Regions from separate parts of the Zea mays genome. Here region 1 is linked to region 2. Evidence: chromatin contacts called from public Hi-C data. All regions are on one chromosome and are shown on one strand. Each heading gives the region's core, a stretch centred on a gene start, on an enhancer-like site or on the middle of the called end of the contact. The rest is flanking DNA. Distances are from core to core; before and after follow the strand shown.

Region 1 (5,846 bases), core at 1,911-4,410, 180 kb before region 2:
GCGGCTGGGCCACCACGAGCCCAAAGCGGGGGGGCGTGAGGGGGCGAGCTGGGCCGCGGTGCCGTCGGCCCACGGCGCGAAGGGGAAGGGGAAGGGGAGAGGGGGATGCTGGCCGCGCGGAGGGGGGGCGGCTAGGCCGCGCCAGGAAATCGGCCCAAGAGAGGAGGGGGGCTTTTCTATTTATTTTCCCTATTTTCCATTGTCCATTTCCCTCTAATCCTCTACTAAGCGCAAACTTTATGGAATCAAGCAAATACTCACAAGGGAAATTGATGTGTGGATCGGCATGATGCAACAACCAAAGAAAATAACTCTAGGGTTTACTATTAGTATACGACTTGGAGTTTTGAAAATAGGTAGGGTTTTAGCGAAAGAAGTGGGGAAAGAGAGGTAACGCCCGAATTTAGCGAGCGATAGAGAAAGAAAAAAATTCAACTCGAAATTCGGGGCGTTACACTGATGCATTGCATAGTGTGATGGGAAGTGTTGCTGGGATGGGTGAGGATTCAAGTAACAATCCTCCTCAAATAAGTCATGCGCGGACTGTTCGGACATTGGCCCGGACCGTCAGTGATTATATGCGGACCGTCCGTCGTTGTATGCGGACCGTCCGACTGGTAGTTTTGATTATGTGCCATATGTTGTGGCTCGGGTGCATGTCTGGGTAACTCATTAAAAATGGCCCCGGCCGTGGCTGGCCCGGATGGTCCGCGCTCACGTGTGGACGGTCCGGGCATGTGCAGATCGACTAATTTACTGCCGATTTGTGGTTGCTCAGGGTATGTTTCCATCGGCATCCCATAAAGGGGTTGTGACTGGTCGTGACAACCTATAGCCGATGTATTACGCGTGTTACCCCCTAATTCAACCTCGTGCGAAGGAAAATTTGCAATACTAGATTTATCAAATGCACGTATTAGTCTCCTATAATCGTTTTGCATACTCCCTATGATATTTTGCATTTGTTCTCGTTGTTCATCTACATAATTCTTAAGAGATTGTAGCTCGTTTGTATTACTTACATTGGGGATATCTAGTGTGGGTCGGAGCGAAGCCGGATCCGTCGCCCGTTGTCGGACGACTTTATTGTTCCTGTCCACCTTGAAGTTGGCTAGGAACTTCGCTCTCGTCTCTTGAATCAGCTGCTCCTTATGCTCCTCGAACTGGAGCTGTTCGTCAGCCGGCAAGGATTCCCAAGTCGGCTCTATAATGTTGCTGAGGGAGACTTCAGAACTATCCCTTGAACCGGCCATTGAGGGTCGATTTGATGGGTCTAGACGTGTTGTCCCAGCGGAGTCGCCAAAAAGTATGTTGACACCCTTTTGGGGCGCCAATCACTCAACACGAACCAGCGGTGGTGCTCTCTGCGCAGGGGTGGATGGTCCGCGGCCAGTGGCCGGACGGTCCGCGGTCTGGCGCGAGGCTAGGGTTTCCTGCCTGACGGCCGGACGGTCCGCACGTGCGCAGGGGCGGCGGAAGGTCGCCGGCGGCGCCTGGATCTCGCTCCCGAGAGGGACCCCGTCGGGGAGGAGAGATCCTATGAGTTGTATAGGCTCGGGCAGGCCGACCTAGACTCCTCTAATCTTCGTAGAGTCGAAGAGAAGCGGAGAATTTGGGGATTGAGAGGCTAAACTAGAACTAGACTAGAACTACTCCTAATTGTACAGGAAATAAATGCGAGATAGAAGTATTATTGATTCGATTCATCATTACAAATCGGTCGTATACCTCTCTATTTATAGAGGAGGGGGCTGGACCCTTTACAAACTAATTTCCGAGCTAATTCGGCGAATCTAGCTAACAACCGTAGCACAAAACTCGGAACCATAATCTGCTATGCGCACGCGCGGACCGTCCGGCCCACAGGTGTGGACCATTCGCCGCTCAATTTAGTGCTCAACACTCATACAATCAAACAAGATCTTAATTAGGGAATCAGTCTCAGGAAATTCAATATTTAGAGGAAAATTCAAATTGATTATATCATAATAATATAAATTAAACAAACAATATTTAAATTATAAGAGACATCTATTTTTGAGTTTAATTTGTTATTTTACAATAGACTATATATTGAGGTTTTAATATAATTTAGTTTGTAAGGGTAGGTACGCCGAGACGGGAATGGAGAATGGTTTCTTATCCTGTTCCGCAAATTTGGCGGGGACTAATTTCTCTATTTTGATCTACGTGAAGACTAAATTACTAGCATCTCCGTCCTTTAATAGGGAAATTCTCGCGGGAACCCCATAGTTATTTCTAGTTGTGATAGATATATAGTTTAGCTCTCGCAAGGCTATCTCCAACAACTTACTCATCCTTATTCCCATATTTAAACTCCACTTTATGAACAGTACAGTCTATGAACAGTATAGTCCATAATACAAAACAATATTTTTAATAACCATATGGGTGAACTGTTGAACACGTTTTAAAGCTATATCGAGCAGCTCTATCACTTTCTCTATGTCACCTGTTAATTTAAACTTCATATTGCAAGTATTGCTATCTACAATATAAAATACTTACTCAGTCCCAAATTATAATTTGTTTTAAACTAAACACACGTTCAATCGATAACTTATGAATGTAGTTTGTATGTATGTCCATGTTTATTATTATTCATTCAAATGTGGACACACAAAAAAAGTTGGTAAAAAGGAACTATATTTTGGACTGGTTTTACACTACCAAAAATGATTATCGTAACAGTATGCACCACGCAATGTTTAGCACTCAAGCTAACGCTAGGTCGTCTAAATGAATCGAGTAATAGCGCAATCAACAACTCGCCAAACAAGCCTACTATATATTGAGGCACACAAAATCACAAGGTTTTGTTGAGTACTCGAGGAGCACGAGCGCGACCATTAATAAGAAAAGAAGAATGAAGAGGCATCCCTTTGTCGATCGCTAGAAACATCCATCATCCATGCATGATGCTTGACGCCTTGATGCATACTACTACTGGTACGTATGACATGATTCCCCACCTGCTCCTCCATGCATGGCACATGTTATGTCCATTCCGTCCATCCATGCACCAAGGCGGGTCCCACATCCCACCACCACCACCATCAGCGAGCCTCCGCACCGCACACTCCCCAGCCTCTATCCGGTCCGGCGGTACAAATAGCCCCCACCCGCCACCCACTCAGCACCATTTCACACCCTCTTGCCTCCCCGTGACTACCTCGCTGTCCCCTCTCAGTGTCCAAGCGACGACACCACGCCGCCGAGATGTGGATCTCAGATTCCGCCTTTGTGGAGCCCTCATCTTCCTCCCCATCCGCCTCTGCCTCCCCGCCGCCGAGCCCGCCACCAGCACGCCTTCTCCGCCAACGCAACCGCCGCCGACGCCGCAGCAGCCGGAAACAGGGCAGTGCCAGCGCCGTCGACGGCGTCGCCGACCCCGAGGCGGAGGACGTGTGGCGTGGGGCGCAGTGGGAGGCGGCGTGGCCGGCGCGGCGGGACTCGAAACCCGTCGTGCTCGCGGGCGGAGACGACGCGGTGGGGCGGTCCAGGAGCCTCACGGACGACGACCTCGAGGAGCTCAAGGGATGCGCCGACCTGGGCTTCGGCTTCAACTACGACGAGATCCCCGAGCTCCGGAGCACCCTGCCGGCGCTCGAGCTGTGCTACTCCATGAGCCAGCGCCTCCAGCTGGACGACGAGAAGCCGCAGCAGCACGAGGCCGCCGCACCAGATGCCGCCACGCCGTCGCCGCCTGTCACCAACTGGAAGATCTCCAGCCCCGGTAAGCAACACATAGCAGATCGCCGCCTGTCTTCCTCCATGACTTGACTTGGGATTCCTTCCTTCCTTGGTCACCGGAGCGGAGAAAACCAACTTGTCTACATCAAGATGGAATCTTTTCCCGTCACGGAACCAACCAAGGACACCACTTGTCGACGATCTGTTCGCTTCTTTGTTTATCGGCATATGTTCTAACGAATGCAGTCCTTTCTTTTTGGATAGCGCAGGTGACAGCCCTGACGAGGTGAAGGCGCGGCTCAAGTACTGGGCGCAGGCGGTGGCGTGCACCGTCCGCCTTTGCAGCTGAACGGCGCCGAACCATGCGCGCCATTCTTCGCCGTCTGGAAGCACACACCATGCCGGTATGCCGGCCGCCACCACACAAGAAACCAGATGACCAGACCTGATCGCGAACACGTTGCTGCTGCTGTAAAGTGATCCAGGTGCAGCGTTTCAGCTGCGACGGCGGGCGTTGGCAGCTGCCATGATTGCAGCTGCAGAGTTTGGTAGTTGTGGTAGCAGCACACATAGGGGCTGAGTAGATGGGTTGGTTGCCCGACCGACATGCTGTGCTCTCTGTTCCAGCTGAGCAACCTGCCTCTGCCTGATGAACCAACCATCCGAGTGTGCAGCAGCCATCTCCAGTGGAAATAAACTATTGTAATTGTACTGCTAGCAGTAGTGATCAAAATAATGCGCAGAGTAATTAGTACTGCAAGCAAATCGGGGAATCATTGTGAATACATAAATCTGTGGATCTCATTACTATACTGTTATCTTAATCATTAGCTGGTGTACCTGCTACCTACTGCAGCTGTTTGGTAATAATGGTGCAGATGCTTTCCTTCTCTCTCGCTTGCAGTTTGGTGGCACCTGGCTGACCAGAACGATAGATTCGGCGAAATAAAATAAAATGCAATCATGTGCACCGCAGCCATTAAGATTTTTATATGCATTTCCTACCCCATTCCAAAAGATTCCAAACCACATACACCACCTGGAGCTGAAATTTGCGAACAAAGAACATGACAGTTTCTACAGCGTCAATATCATGTGAACAGTCCGAAAATTACAAGAGGAGACCATTTGTTTAAGTTTTTATAAAAAACAGAAAAAAATATTACTACTTGAGAATGGCCATATTTTCACGTGCGATCTGCTATTGCAAAAATCCTTCCTTTATTTTTTATCAGTGGCCATTATACTATTTCAAATAACTATTAAGGGGTGTTTCTTTGGAATTATAATCTACTCAGATTATATAATCTAACTTATTTTAAACTAACATCTAGTTTAAAATAAGTTAGATTATATAACCTGGGTATATTATTATCTCAAACAAACACCTCCTAAATCAAGATGATTTTGTAGGGGTTTCCTTCGGTCTTATATACACGACCAGAGAGTTATCCGTTTATATGTTGTGATCACTATCTACTCCGTTTATCCCCTTCTTTGTGACTGCAGTCCTATATATCCGGAGTCTTGATCCTCTTGTTGCCCGAGTTATCGCCGAATGCATAGCTCCTCGAGTGATTGCAACAGCATTACCCGAGATATCAGTGCTTTCAGTAGCGCCTAACTCGGACGTCAGTCTTTGTCGTCTTGGATCAGGCTCACCTAACCCCGACTACATCCTGCCTGCCCATCCTGTAGGACGACACAGTAGGAGGCACGTTAGGCGGCCCGTGAGAAGTGTTAGTGTCCATGAGGACCCGAGGATATCTACCCCCACACAGACCTCCCCTATAAATATAAAGGGGTATGACCGATTGAGGTAACACACAATCGATCCAATCAATCTATCTACTAGTTCCTTTACATTATTGTCCTAGGAGTAGTAGTAATTAGTCTTCCTTATCCCTAAACTTCACATATCTTCGATTCAATGTCGTTTAGGGGAGAACTCCCCTAAAAAATTAAAGGGTACGACCGATTAAGGTAATACACAATCGATCCAATCAATCTATTTATCAATTCCTTTACATTCTTGCCCTAGGAATAACAGCAATTAGTGTTCCTCATCACTAATCTTCACATCTCCTCGACTCTATGTCGTTTAGGAGTGTCTTGGGTGACCTATCGATCAC
Region 2 (5,688 bases), core at 536-3,035:
GGAGAAAAGTTGTTGCTTCTCTGCGGCACACCGGACAGTCCGTTGGTGCACCGGACAACACACTGTAGCCTGTCCAGTGTGTCTAGCCGTTGCCCTGTCAGAGCAGGTGACCGTTGGCGCCGCAGGCTTTCCACACCGGACAGTCCGATGGTCTTCTCTCCGGGTGCCACCTGGAACTAGCCGTTGGGCTGTGGTTCCCTGGTGCACCGGACAGTCCGGCGTGTGGGCACCGAATAGTCCGGTGTGCCACCTGACAGTCCTGTGCTCCACGCACAGACAGTCCGTAGGCAGCACACTTGGACTTTTCTTGGATCTTTTTAATGTCTTCTTTTGAGGTGTTGCTTTCCTCAATTCCTTAGTCCAAGTTAATCTTGCATCCTGTGAACTACAAACACAAACACTAGAAAACTTATTAGTTCACGGATTGTGTCGATCATCAAACAGCAAAACTCAATTAGCCAAATGGCCCGGGGTCCATTTTCCTTGCAACGATCTTATGGTTAGATCCGTTGTCGATTCTTTTTTTAAGTGTTAATCTTGTTGAGTTAGTTCAGATTTGTTCTGTTCTAATGTCGTGGATATTATCTGCCAGTACATCTGAGTTTTTCGTTTTATACTGCATTATTAAATTAATCTTAGGCCCTATTAATTTTCCAACAATTTAGATGGATGATAATAAATTTAGATATATATATATATATACACACGAAATACATATATCATATATTATATGAACCCACTAATTCTCTAAAGCAAGTACTCACTTCATCCTAATATGACTCTTGTTTTTTTGTTTATATTGAAATCGATGACAATGAACCTATACACATATATAAAACATATATATCAAATATTATACGAATCTATTAGCATTCTAAAACGAATATTATTTTGGAACGCAGGGAGTACTATTTTATTACGGAGCAGTTATTTATATCAAACTCATTGAACTGCTTATTCTTTTATGGAGGCTTTTTTTAGAGAAGGTACTTTCAACGACGATGACACGTAAAGGATGATGTCACTCGAGAACCGGTGATCCTCTACGCTGGCTGGCTTCTACGGTGGTACCCTTGAAACTAAAATATTTTGACTGCACGCATGCACAAACTATTGGCCATGTGAGCATCACAAACGTGCCATAGGGATACGCGGCACAGCGGATCCTTCTCTGCATGGAATTCCTTCTGGCATGCACACTGACTCACCTGTCAGCTGCTCAGATCGCTTCACCGTTATCTCTTTCACTGTACTAAACTAGCAATAGTTTAAACATATGATTTTATTTATATTTACGAGCATGAGTTGGTGTCTGTTTAGATCGAATAGGCAAGTTACTAGTCGAACTAATATTTTTTGTGGAAGTTTTGCTGACTACAGTTTGTAGAGACGACTAATTCGGTCCATCCGTTTAGACGCCCTAAAAAAAATTTAACCATTCATTTCAAATTTAACCATTCGGCGGCTTCCTCGCCTGCTTCACGTTTTTGGTGCGGCTCTGCTATGTGTAGCCTGCATTCCTCGCCTACTTCATGTTTGGTGCGGTTCTGTATACTAGACTGTAGTGTAGGCAGGCTGCAGGAGACGGAGCCATGTGGTGTGTGGACCCGTGCACTTCACGTGAAGGCAAAATAAATAATAGTTGGCATCTTTTGCCACGGGCTCCACTTGTATTGTATCATCAGCCTATCCTAGGGCACACGTTTGGGCTATAAATACACGACACTTGCATCATCGATCAGCCTATCCTACGACACAAGCAAAGCAAAGCAGCTCAAAAAACTTTAGCCAGCTATCAAGACATGGCTCCACTTGTTGCTGCTGCCACGAATCACACTGCCCATAGAAGCCACATAGTAGGACCCAACAATGAGAATTTTCCAAGGCACCAACCTTGTTCATCACAAAACAGAAACAAGAGACTCAGGCTTAGGTCACGAGCACAAAGGATAAGCAGTCAGCTGCTTGCAAGCCGAAAGCTTATGCCATGGCAAATCCCTAAAAGGGACTGGTTTCCTCCTAGCTTCATCTTTGGTGCCGCCACCGCAGCATACCAAGTACACTAATTTAACTTTAATTTGTTTCTCTACAACGGAAAAATGACCATGTCTTTATTTGTTAGCTGAAACGAAATTATACATGTCATAATAACTAATAATACCATAAAGAAAATCATGCATTATACATGTCATCTATGTGTGTGTGTAGATTGAGGGCGCCTGGAATGAAGATGGGAAGGGGCCAAGCAATTGGGATCACTTCTGCCACAATTATCCGGGTAACATACAGCAAATATTCCTTTGAAGTTGTTTACAATAATAAAGCACGTAGATGGTTGTATATGTACCAACGATAAGATGCAGTTTTAAGTGATGATGACCTTACTATTTTCCTTCCCTTTCATGTGCATATCAATAGATTGGATACTGGACGGAAGCAATGGGGACACTGGAGCCAATTCCTATCATATGTACCCTGTAAGAACTGAGATGCCATGGACATATATAATAATCGTTCTATTATATATATGCAGTTAGCTTCAATAAAAAAAGAACTAAGGGATATATATATATATATATATATATATATATATATATATATATATATATATATATATATATATATGTGCACTTCTAACTTCATATATGAGTGCTAATATATATTGTCATCGTCATTTATGTTAGTACTTTTGACTGCCAGGCGGATGTCAGATTGCTAAAGGAAATAGGCATGGACGCGTACAGATTCTCCATCTCTTGGTCCAGAATACTGCCGAGTACGTAGTTGGTAAAATAACCAAATATATTTTTCCTACGTACAATAAGTTTGTGACGTACAAACAGTAAAGATGATCTCGACAACTAAGATGCATTCAATCAGATCTGTTAGATTTTGGTTATGGTTCTAAAAAGGTTTTAATTTTAGAGGGAACGCTCGAAGGAGGTATTAATCAGGCCGGCATCAAGTACTACAAAAAGCTCATCAACTTATTGATAGAGAACGGTAACAACCAAAAAAAATTTCTTCTTGGCGCATTTAGCAGCTTAATTAATTAATTAATTAAGGAAGATTCTAATCCACTGTGCAAAAGTTTTCACGAACCATTATTTATTTATTGCAACTCAGGAATAGAGCCATTTGTAACAATTTTTCATTGGGACGTCCCTCAAGCACTGGAAGACAAGTACGGTGGCTTTTTAGGCGACAGGATTGTGTAAGTACTATAAGAACTTTGAATGATATATACGGTGCCATCTGTTAACGTTAATGATATCTAAGTATTAGGGAAAACTCAATGGCCAACTGAAAATATGTCTCTTCAGATTTGAAACATAGTTCTATACATAGTCATTCATTGAAGTGTCAATCAGCTAACATAACTATTTAATCAGCCAAACAATAGGGCAACTTTTGATGTGATTCAGGTTTGCAATTTTTTTAGAAAGGATTACACAGACTTCGCTAAGGTGTGCTTTGAGAACTTCGGTGACAAGGTGAAGAATTGGTTGACCTTTAACGAGCCACAGACATTTACAACCTTTTCGTACGGAACGGGAGTTTTTGCCCCTGGACGGTGCTCACCAGGAGAAAAATGTGCTCAGCCTATTGCTAACTCACTCACCGAACCATACATTGCTGGCCACAACATCCTTCGAGCCCACGCTATGACTGTTGACCTCTACAACAAGAATTACAAGGTGACAACACACTCTTCTAAATTAATCGTTAGCAGTACGTACTACAATATGTACTCCTATATTATTGACTGAGAACCAACTGTAGGGTACAGACGGCCGCATTGGGCTTGCGTTTGACGTAATGGGTCGCGTGCCATATGGAAATACATTTCTCGATGAACAGGCCCAGGAAAGGTCCCTCGATCAAAACCTAGGATGGTTCTTGGAGCCTGTGGTCCGTGGTGACTACCCCTTCTCCATGAGATCATTAGCGAGGAAACGGCTACCTTTCTTCACGGATAATGAGCAAGCGATGCTAGCGGGTTCCTATGACATATTGGGGATAAATTACTATACCTCAAGGTTCTCTAAGCACGTCGACTTCTCAGAAGACTACTCACCTAAGCTCAACGCCGACGACGCCTATGCCACTGCAGAAAGTAAGAAGTAATAGTTGAGGACTAATAACTATACTGCTTCACAGTTCTATTAAAGAAAAAATGTGCCGTTCAGATACTAATAATCAACTTTTATTCTTGTGTCGTTCAACCAGTCTTTGGACCTGACGGGAATTCTATTGGTCCTCCTGTACGTACCTCGCTAAACACTATAATTTTATTTTTGTATAGGGCATTTTATGCTGAAAGTGATAGTTTTTTAAAAAAATCGTCAAGAAATATTTTTTGCAGAGACACGCAAATGCTTTGTGTGTTGATAACAAAGCGGAACAAATCTGCATTCTTTTTTTATAAATAATTAAGCTTTATTACTGTAATAATTTGCAGATGGGAAATCCATGGATCTACATGTACCCTAAAGGCCTAAAGGATCTTCTTATGATCATGAAGAACAAATACGGAAACCCGCCTATCTATATCACCGAGAACGGTAAGCAGTAAATCCTGGATGGACTTGAGATGTTAGGGCGTCTCTAATGGCTAGCTATTTCACTAGCTAAATTCCCTCTCTTTCCTACATAAATAAAAAATATGGGAAAACGAGAATAGATAACAACGAGCAAATAGATAGGAGATTTCACGTATTATTTCAAGAAACTAAGTGTATTACATGTAGGACTAAGTACTAGTGATGAGATAAATTACTATTTTTATTTTATCTCAGCTCTATATCAGCTAGCTACTTGAGACAACTACTACGGACGCCCTTAGGCTTGCTGGCTAGGTGTTATTAAAACATGGCGACCAATTTTTTGTGTGTGCAGGAATCGGGGACGTTGACACAAAGGACAATCCTCTATCCATGCAAGATGCGTTGGAGGACTACAAGAGGCTAGATTACCTCCAGCGCCACATCTCAGTTATTAAAGAATCAATAGAGTATGTACCAACGCAACGCTAGCTGGATAGAACCTACCACTAGTTTAGGTAGTACTTATTAATTAGATTTTCATTCAAACTAATGGTTAAGCTTGGGGCATCCATTTCATGCAGCTTGGGGGCGGACGTGCGCGGCCACTTCACATGGTCTCTGTTGGACAACTTCGAGTGGTCTAGTGGCTACACCGAGCGTTACGGCATCATCTACGTCGACCGTGACGACGGCTACAGGCGCTACCTGAAGCGCTCAGCTAAGTGGCTGAGAGAGTTCAACGGAGCTGCCAAAAAGGCTGAAAAGAAGGTTCTTACGCCAGCTTAGAATGTAGTGGTGTGTAGTTTCAGTTCAGCTGTGTGTCTGATGTGTATGGCCGTGGGATGAAACAAGCTAGCTAGAATGTAGTGGTGTGTAGTTTCAATTCAGTAGTGTGTGTCCGACCCGTTTTATGCAAATAAATAATTAATGGACGTGTGATCCATTTGTCGATATCACTATCGATCGGTAATGTTGAATTACTACGTACGATGTCCTGTTTTTTTAGGCAAACACCAAGGGTTCAACCGTCCATAAATCTGTTATATCGGTGATGAACAACAGCACGTAACCAAGGATAAAGTACGATGTCCTGTTTTTTTAGGCAAACACCAAGGGTTCAACCGTCCATAAATCTGTTATA

Evidence for each region. Hi-C and Micro-C count contacts between places; a contact is called where the count stands out from the background.
Region 1: a Hi-C map of ear shows a contact between it and region 2, with 2.2 times the contacts expected there. The contact joins the promoter of LOC100277623 here to the promoter of LOC100281760 in region 2. A contact is called at or near these places in 3 of 25 Hi-C or Micro-C datasets (ear, endosperm and tassel).

What each region holds. Positions count from the first base shown.
Region 1 is chr10:35,493,764-35,499,609 of Zm-B73-REFERENCE-NAM-5.0, reverse strand. LOC100277623 reads left to right here and starts at 3,160. Exons shown (of 2, transcript NM_001398266.1): 1 at 3,160-3,757; 2 at 3,984-4,606. The coding sequence starts at 3,241. The coding sequence ends at 4,063.
Region 2 is chr10:35,311,660-35,317,347 of Zm-B73-REFERENCE-NAM-5.0, reverse strand. It overlaps LOC100281760 (non-cyanogenic beta-glucosidase), which reads left to right and starts at 1,785. Exons shown (of 12, transcript NM_001154680.2): 1 at 1,785-2,057; 2 at 2,209-2,278; 3 at 2,419-2,477; 4 at 2,701-2,776; 5 at 2,926-3,003; 6 at 3,127-3,214; 7 at 3,443-3,698; 8 at 3,784-4,117; 9 at 4,231-4,265; 10 at 4,463-4,565; 11 at 4,900-5,014; 12 at 5,129-5,496. The coding sequence starts at 1,803. The coding sequence ends at 5,333.